2 separate regions of the Rattus norvegicus genome follow, and region 1 is linked to region 2. Evidence: chromatin contacts called from public Hi-C data. All regions are on one chromosome and are shown on one strand. Each heading gives the region's core, a stretch centred on a gene start, on an enhancer-like site or on the middle of the called end of the contact. The rest is flanking DNA. Distances are from core to core; before and after follow the strand shown. Region 1 overlaps LOC134485941 (a long non-coding RNA gene). Region 2 overlaps LOC134485757 (basic proline-rich protein-like).

Region 1 (4,769 bases), core at 1,067-3,566, 380 kb after region 2:
GTCGCTAAGACTTAACCATCACTCCCAAGAGAGTTGCAACCAGGTGAGGAGATTGGACAACTCCTGGGAGGGGTGCATGCATGTACGTATATGAATGACTGTAAGCATGCATGTGTGTACATATGTGTGTAAGTGTGCGAGTGTGTGCATATGTGTGTGCATGTGTGTGAATATAAGTGTGTGTGTGAATGTAAGTGTGCGAGTGTATGTATATGTGTGTGCATGTGTATGTAAGCTTGCATGTGTGTAAGTGTGCATATGTGTGCATGTATGCTTGTATATGTGTCTATTGTGGGGCTGTGCTAAGGCAGAGGTGGTAAATCAGGAGGATCTGCCCAACAGATGGGACCCTCAAGCTGAGAAGATGTTTAGCAGTTAGGCAAGTGGAATATACCTATGTCAGGCAAGACAGCTGGGCCTAGAGATGTTGTGGCCCATCTGGGGAGAGAAAAGGTAAAAAGCCAGAGAAGCCTGAGAGGATAAGCCATGGATGGTTTCTCCTTCCCTTTAAACACGATAGGAAGCTAGACAAGCCGAGAGCCATTTTACAGATTCGAGAATCATTGCTCCGATGGGAAGGGAACAGAAGTTGATCCTCAGGGAAACAAGACTGAAGGCCAACAGAAAACGAGGGTCTAAATTAGAACCAGGACATGAGGCCGGGTGGAGGAAGAGATGTGGCACAAAGCAGGTCTGCAGGACTTGCTTACAGAGTGGGTGTGGAGGGGAGGCAGGATTGGGAAATTCTCAATCAATTCTGAGCTCCAGCTTGGGGGGCAGGGGGCTAACTTGATGGTGTGTTACTCATTAGACCAGGGATCACAAAACCTATATACAGAAGACGGTAAGTTCTATTTTGAACATGGGGAATTGGATGTGGCTAAGAGGAGAATTCTGGGAGGTAATTGGTAATTGACTGTTTAGTCTGAAGCCTGGGGAATTGATCTAGGGTTGGCAGTAGTCTATGGCATTGGAAGGGGAATGGCCTTCTGAGGAAGCAGCCACCATAGAGAGAGAACAGCTGGGGGCAGGCTCCTAGGCAAAGCTCCCTGCTAAGGGGGATGGGTGCCACCAGAGCCGAGAAGGACTAAGAAAGAGCCAGGTAGGCAACTCCTTAGCGTTTAACACCCCTCGTGGAACCATGAAGATTAAGAATCATGTAACAAACTCAGCGTGAGGTAGGCACTCAGGGCTAGCTACTGCCCCTACTGTAGTAACATGGCTAGGAAAGGAAATGTAACAGGACCCAGACCCGTGTTAGCTTGTGTGGAGGCTAGCGGATGTGCAAGTGGGCACTGTTGACTGATGTCTTGTGTGTTGACTGAAGTTCAGAAATGGATTCTGACATTTAGATCTGAGTAACCTTAATGATGTCCCCTCAACCCCCAGTGCTGCAAGGCAGAGACGACTGGTGTTTCTATTTATTGATAAGCACTTCAGATTAGTAAACACTATGCAGTGTGCCTAGTAATCCTCATAAAAGTCGGGCCCTCTTTAAATCATGTCATCTCCAGGGCATCCCTTTTGAGGAGTGAGGATCAGAAAGGAACACGAAAACACATACGTGCACTAGTGACACACACACACACACACACACATACACACACACACACACAAGCATGCACACGCCCACAGAAGGTGGCAGCTACTCTTTGCCAAATCTCAGTTCTTGGCTCTGCCATTGCCTCCTCTCATCCCTACTAAGTGCCTCAGTTTCCCATTGGGAAATGGGACTAAAGGGTTCAGTACCTCCCTCCCTTCCTCCTAAGAAGTAAACCTACTAAGGTCATATTTGAGGCTTCTGGAGCTGGAGGATGTGAAGACCTACGTGGACTGTTCAGTTAAATGGCAGGAAGGTGCAGCCCTTGCCCCTCACTCTAAGTAGATAGGTACACTGAGAAGTTGGAACATCATTTGGGTGCCTGACCCTTGCTGTAGTCACTCCTGAAGCTGAGGACAAGTGGGAATATTGGGAGACTGACAGTTACCCACAATAAGTAGCAAGCAAATGGAAGCTCGGCTCTGGCAGTGGACCATCAGCTGGAAGGCAATGAGTTGCCGCTGAATGAAATCCTAAACTAAGCTAGCCCGATCACGGGGCCTGCTCTCTTTCTTCTGCCCACGCCCTTCCCCATTTCGAATTTCCAGGTCCAAAACATAAGGCCGAGACATCTTTATCAGATGCAGCATACAGAAATCTCTACTTAGGATTTCTCTGAAATGTCTCCCTTTTATATGTAGTACATAAATGTGTGGTTCATAAATAAACACCTCACACTGATCTGTCAGCAAGGGAAATGATCCACCCTGAAGGCATTTGGCCACCTCAGCTCCAGAAGCAACTGACCCTCAGGTTTCTGGAATGTCCTGTGACCTGCCTTCTCGGCAAGCCTAGTCCACCCTCAGCCCACCTGTTCCTGGAAGCTACTTAGAAGAATTCAATAAGTTTCCTTTGCCCCACCCTACCTCTCTCTAATCAGCGAGATGGGTCCCTCACCTCAACCTTCCACTCCTGGTGTTCCCATGCCTCCAAAACACACTGAATTTTGGAGCATGGCTGGGGGTGGGGGGAGAGGAGGGAGTCATCACTCTCTCCTGGCATGGCTCTGAAGCCTTCCATGGTCACGTGCACCCTGAGTGGCTCCATCAGCAGCACAAGAAGGCTAATCCTCCAGACAAGTGTTAGCAAAGTCTGCGAGAGCAGGAGATGATCACATTCAACAGCTATTTGTTGAGCTCCCCTCATCTGCTCTGCAATGTACTAATGTGGCTTTGGCCCAGCAATGAGAGAGGGGAGTGTTATGAAGACCGTCCTCACAAGGAAAAAGCAATGTCACCTTCTCACTTGGCACTACACACAGTTCATTAACAAAGCTCTTTCAATAACGGCCATTCCATCTCTACCTTTAGAAGAGAAACTGACATTGCTACTGGCCAGCCCATGGCATGGTTCCCACATTCACATGAGGGAAATAGATGCCTGGCGATGCCCAGGACTGGTGTCCAGCAGAGTGCCAGTGATGAGACCCTGACTGCAGATCCAGGGTCCAGGAATGGAAGGCACTACCACCTGCACCCTTGGACACAAACACAGACCTCTATGGGCTAGAACTTAGACGGTGGATGCCAGGGAAACAGACCAAGACCACATGTTAAATACATCTAAAGAACCATGGTGGAGAAGGGCCAGCCACCATGGAGAGTCGGGAAGAGAACAGATGACAGCCACCCAGCGTTGGGCTTCAGGGAAGCAGGAGAGTTGGTCCCCTCTGGACCACTCTCTTCTGCCCTTACCCATTGTCATGTTACCCCACTTCAGACCCTAAGAGCCACATTACCATTCTTCAGTTAATCAGACTAACCGTGAGGAGACAACCTGCTCTCAAATGGCACCTCCATTCTGGAGGAAAGGGAAATTAACATTTCTCCTGCTGCAACTAAGAGTTCTTCCAAGTAGACCCTACAGGAAGTCTTCTCATACCCATGTTTGGTTCCCAGTACCTACAAGGTGTCTCACAACCCCCCTTAAGTCCAGTTTCAGGGGATCTGAGACCCTTTTCCAACCTCTGTGGGCACCAGGCACACATATGGTACAGATATCCAGGCAAAACATTCATACACATAAATAAGTATTTACAGTTTTAATATTTCTTTCTTTATGTATTGACTGTGCATGCACCATAGTACTCATGTGGGGCTCAGAGGACAGCTTGTGCGCCTCAGTTCTCTCCTATCCTATGGAGATTAACTGTTTAGCCATCTCCCCAGCTCCCTGTAATAATTTGTTAAAAGAAGGAAGGAAGCTTAGCACCTCTCCTTCTGGCTACAGATAGGACCTGACCAGCTGGCCTAGGCTTCACTCCCAGGCCTCCCCCCATAATGCACGTTCATGAGTCAAATAAACTTTCCTTCCTTGATTGTTTTGTCAGGCATTTTCTCATAGCCATGAGAAAAATTGGCTAACACACCCACCCACCACTGATCCCTCCTGTCTGTGCCTTCCAGTTCAGAGCCATTCCAGGGGAAACCAAGCTGGCATAGCTCATCTTTGCACACAAGCCACACCTACGCAAGCCTATAGTTTAATTACAGCTGGGTCAGTTACCCTCCCAATCAAGGAATGGTCTTGTAGGAAAATAAAACGGCTGTTTGCCAGAGCCTGGAGCTATGAGGGAAGCTGGGCGGAACCACAATGACACCCACTCCCTGTGTTCAGGCTTGTCTTTCCTGTCCCTCCATGATGGCCTGGGGACATGCTCTTCCTACTTCACACCTGCGATTCCTGGTAGCCTGACAGATGAACCCCTGCTTCCTACATTCAGCCAAAATCTAGACCTTATTCTGGCTTTGATCTCTCTCTCTCTCTCTCTCTCTCTCTCTCTCTCTCTCTCTCTCTCTCTCTCTCGCTCTCTCTCTCTCTCTCTCTCCCCTTCTCTCTCTCCCTCTCTCTCTCTCTCTCTGTGTGTGTGTGTGTGTGTCAGAGAGAGAGAGAGAGAGAGAGAGAGAGTCTGTGTGTGTTTGTTTATGTGTCTCTGCTGTGTCTGTCTGTGTCTGAGTCTGTTACTCTCTGGAGCATTAAATTGCCTACTTCCATTGTCTTGTTAACTTATCAACTAGATTATAAAACCTTCACACATTTTCTCTGTGTATGATAAGTTACTGGCTGCTGCTTGTCAGGAAGGCCAGAAGCATGAGTGAGAGCATGGAGCATGGAGCATGGAGCCAGTTCAGGAAGAGCGACTGCCTCCCCATCACCATTCTACACAAGG
Region 2 (4,400 bases), core at 1,022-3,521:
AAAATTTATCATGTCCACAAGAAATGCAGGGATTGGGGATGAAACAGAGACTAAGGGAATGGCCAAGCAATAACCAGCTCAACTTGAGACACGTCCCATGGGCAAGCACCAATCCCTGATACTACTAATGATATTCTGTTATGCTTGCAGACAGAAATCTAGTATGGTTGTCCTCTGAGAGGATACATCCAGCAGCTGACTCAGACAGATGCAGACACCCACAGTCAAACAGCGGATGTAGCTTGGAGACTCTTCTAGAAGAGCAGGGGGAAGGATTGAGGGTCTCAGAGGGGATAGCAATTCCCCAGGAATTCCAAAAGATTCAACTAACCTGGACCCTCAGGGCTCTCAGAGACTAAACACCAACCAAAGAACATATGTGGACTGGACCTAGACCTCACGGCACATACATATGTGAAGCTTGATCTTCATGTGGGTCTGGAACAACTGTCCATCGGCTGTCTTGTCTGGTCTCGGTAGAGGAGGATACACCTAGCCCAGAAGAGACTTGATGTACTCGTGGGTGGGAGGATACCCAACAGGATGCCTATCCTCTCAGAAAAGAAGGGGAGGAGGGATACGGGGGAGGATAGCAAAGTGGGTGACTGGGAAAGGGGGCAGTGAGTAAGATGTAAAGTGAATAAATTAAAAAGAAAAAATCATGGCATTTATAGAAAAAAACATTATTTTCAGAAGAAATGCACACATGGCTTTTCTACCTATTCTTCATTGGACGCAGGAATTATCTCATATATATATATGTGTGTGCGTGTGTGCATGTGTGCGTGTGTGCTGTGTGTGTAAATGCTGCTATTGGAATAGTTGAAATTTAAATATATTTTCTGAGGCTCTTTAATGTGAACTAGATGATTTATAAAGTCCAAATTTTGAATTTTGTTTGCCATAATCAGAGCAAATGTATATACCAAATAACATTAGGCTTGGCAAAATGTAAGTAGACAGGAACACGGTAACTTGATATTTATGCTCTTGACTACCTAGATTGGCATTCAAAATTTTTCTGGGAAATTTAGGAACACAGATTATTGAAGTGACATATTCTGATAACACCCTGGGATGTTTATTATCTCGTTGCGGTTTTGAAACCCTTCATATTGAACAAACTTGATCTCATTTCAAGGGCAACTTGTTGGGATTTGAAAGCAAATCTTTGCTCTTGAGAAGAATGAGAGAGACTTAAGGAGGTGTGGAGAGAATGCTGAACCGAATCCAACATCCCTTTGTAAGTGTGTCTTACAAGAAATACTTCAGCCCTGTATGTACATCACAGTTCCTAGAATGGGGGTTGAAATTGGAAAGTCTCATAAAATGTAGACTTGGCTAAAATAACCCTCACTCTTCTGTTTGTTTGTTGTGCTCATGTATATGTATGTGCATATGTGTATACATTTATCTACACATTCATGTATGTATATGCACACATGAATAAATATATATGCATGTACATATATGGAGAAATTTTAAAATTATTGTTTGTGATAAGTGAACTGCCTACATGTATTTGTGTGTGTGTGTGTGTGTGTGTGTGTGTGTAAAACACTATTCTATGTGTGTAAACAATATTCTATGCCTATTGAAGTCAGAAGAGGATGTTGGAGACCCTGGAGTTACACACAGTTGTGAGCTACCGTGTAGAGCCCCAGGTCACGTGCAAAAATAACTAGTGCTCTCAACCACTGGCCAACTCTCCAGCTCTGGTCTTCCATCTAAGTTTAGTCAGAGAACAAGAAAATATTCACAGTGGGATTCCCACTAGGAAGAATAGGCTCCTGGGATATAGACGTGACCTGAGAGTGACCCATCTCATTTCATTCTCTGACCGCAGTGGAAATCCCCAGGCCCTACTGTCCACAGCACCAGACGGACCCTGTCTCAGCCCAGGGACAATGTAACCATGGCAATCCAGTAGTTCTTGGTGCCATCTAAAAGAAGTCAATCTCAGGGAGTGTAAGAAGAAGGGCAGAGCTGTTTGGGAATGGATGTTATCTGACTTCCCACAGATTTACATTTTGTTCAAAGCCCTGAGGACACCAGTGTGAAAAACAGTGCACCAGGATGAGGAGAAAGAGAAGAGAAGAATGAGGATTGGGTGGGAAAGGACATGGGATGGGAAAGAGGGAGCAGAGGCAAGAGGAACTGTGGAGACTGGGAAGTCCAAAAGAGGCAGAGGCACTGTGTGTAGTTAACTTTCCTTGCAGGGACCTCGGTCGGTTCCAAACATATTCCGCCCCTAGGTGGTGCTGTGTAGTCAGCAAGATCAGGAAATAACCATTGTTGGAAGCAAGGGATTTCTCTTTGCCGCCTGTGTACAGGAACCTGGCTGGACTGCTCTCCCACACTACTCTAGATGAACCCAGGTGTTGGTCCCTGTCTCGCTTCATTCTCCTTGCTCTTATCCCATCGTCTAGGTGCTTTCCGGATGCTGCGTCCTGGATACTCCCTAGAAATGTGCAAAGTGGGCAGTGTTACCTTTCGTCCATAGATGAAAATACATGCCCGAGACTCAGAGCGAGAAGCTCAAGGCCTCTCTGCTTGGAGAAGGTTTAAATTCAAATCTGGGGACAGTTTTCGAGCTTACAAGATAATCTCATGCTGGACTCACAAAGGCCACCTCTGCGACCCTGAACCTCACTGGTGTATCTTTCCTGCGGGCTCACTTGGGGCCAGCCTGGCGGCCACCTGGCCCTCTATCAATCAGCAGCCTTTATTGAGGGGGAACGACACTGTGTACAGAGCCCTGCCCCAGCCCTTGGCAGTAGAAGTCACAGGTGGCTGGTCTGGAGGGAGGAGGATTACTGTGAGTCATCACTTCCCCAAAGAGCCTATGGTAGATTCCTTGTTCATTGGTCACTAGGGTGACACAGCTGAGTGTGAGTAACAAGAGGGGGAGGGGCAAAGGGGAAGAAGAGCCCGAACCCTCTAAATTCATCACTGCTGTGAGTCGTCCTAAAACAAGGAAGAAGGTTTATTTTCCATTTCAATTTAAACCTGTCAAGACGTGTAGAAGTTACAGGCCAGTGATCCAAGAAGTAAATGCAATTCTTATATAATTATTAATTAGTACCGAAATTGGCAAACTCCAAATTAAAAAAGTTAGTCAATGTTATTAGGGGGTAACAATAATTATTTAAAAAAAACATAGCTGTCAGAGTACATTGCCTAATGTATTTCACATTGGGGTGGTAAAAAGCAGAAAGGAAGAGGAAGCAGAAGCAGAGGGATGACAGAAAAGAAGGGAAAAGAGAAATGAAAAATCTGCCTTGGGGGGTCCCATTGGGCTGTGTGTCTGGCCTCATGACCTCTGGCCTTGTGATCTCTGGCCCTTGCTTTCGTCTTTTTCTCCTTTACATTGCCATATGTTTTCTCCCTCTGCATCCATATTTAGCGATGCAGGGAAAGAAAACAGGGTCCAAAGGTGAATTATTTTTCTCCGTGCTCACTAGCAGCATATAAGGTAATTTTCACTGAGCTGAAAAAAAAAATAAGATTGATCAGTTAATTATCAATTCAGGTTATAACCTGCACCGTATTTCTTTACAGTTTCTAAGTGGCTGAGAGAGTTTTCTGGAGTTGAGTAGATACAGGATAGAGGTGAGCCGACTGCAAGTTTGATAGTAGTGTTGATAAGCGAATGCCTTTTAGAAGTCTTGTGTGTCTGCCTCTATGTTAAGCACCTGGCCAGTTGCAGAAGTAATAAAGAAAGAATTTAGGTGAAAAACAAGACCGAGATGATATATTATTATGCTTCCTTACCTTTAAGCTTTCAAGGCTCATCAAACAAAGGGCACACTCATCTTGCACGAAGAAAAGAGAGCTGCTTCTGATACATCTGGTGAATTCATCTGTTGTCAGGAAGGTGCAGCCAAGGGTCCAGAGAAATGACCTTCTCTAGGCCCTTTCTTCAAACTGTCTGGGTTTTATCAATGGTCTTGACTTCATAAAACAAAACAGCATGAGAGGCAGTTATCCAAGCGAGTGAGCTTCCAACTGTCAGGATACGGATAGGCAAGAGTCCTTGAGGCAAGCAGCTGTGACCTCAGACATAGGAGGCCTCAGATTCATTTGCTTTGGGTGTTGAAATCAAGCAAGAAAGCAGTTACTGTTAAGTGTTAGTGTTATTCCAACCTCAATGAGATTTTATCTATGGAGAGAAAGATTAGGGGAGACCAAATTTATTGTCATTCAGAGGAAGTATTTATAAACTTGGCAGAGCCTCACGCAAGAGTAGAACAAAGGCTGCCAAAGAGATTCATAAATCGAAACGAATGACCTGAAAGTATTTTCCACTGCATACACATGGTTCTATATGCACTGTGCTGCTCCAGCTCAGTACTGGATTGCCCTGCGTTGTGCTGATGCTGTTATCTCCCTTGTAGACA

What was found. A called contact is a pair of places that touch in the nucleus more often than the background predicts.
Region 1: a Hi-C map of the A7r5 cell line shows a contact between it and region 2, with 4 times the contacts expected there. The contact joins two enhancer-like sites. A contact is called at or near these places in 12 of 12 Hi-C or Micro-C datasets (the A7r5 cell line, the Rat2 cell line, Schwann cells and 7 more) and 1 of 1 datasets of contacts at active chromatin or transcription factors (oligodendrocytes).

What each region holds. Positions count from the first base shown.
Region 1 is chr2:192,823,040-192,827,808 of GRCr8, forward strand. All of the region lies in intron 1 of LOC134485941 (a long non-coding RNA gene), which reads right to left. Among named protein-coding and RNA genes, the nearest start is that of Tspan2, 41 kb to the right of the region's middle. Within about 2 kb of position 2,317, at least 1 of the 93 cell types and tissues checked has an H3K27ac peak or open chromatin away from gene starts, as enhancers often do. A contact at or near this core is called in the A7r5 cell line, where this site is marked.
Region 2 is chr2:192,445,125-192,449,524 of GRCr8, forward strand. The region is part of intron 1 of LOC134485757 (basic proline-rich protein-like); the gene reads left to right. Among named protein-coding and RNA genes, the nearest start is that of Vangl1, 120 kb to the left of the region's middle. Within about 2 kb of position 2,272, at least 9 of the 93 cell types and tissues checked have an H3K27ac peak or open chromatin away from gene starts, as enhancers often do. A contact at or near this core is called in the A7r5 cell line, where this site is marked.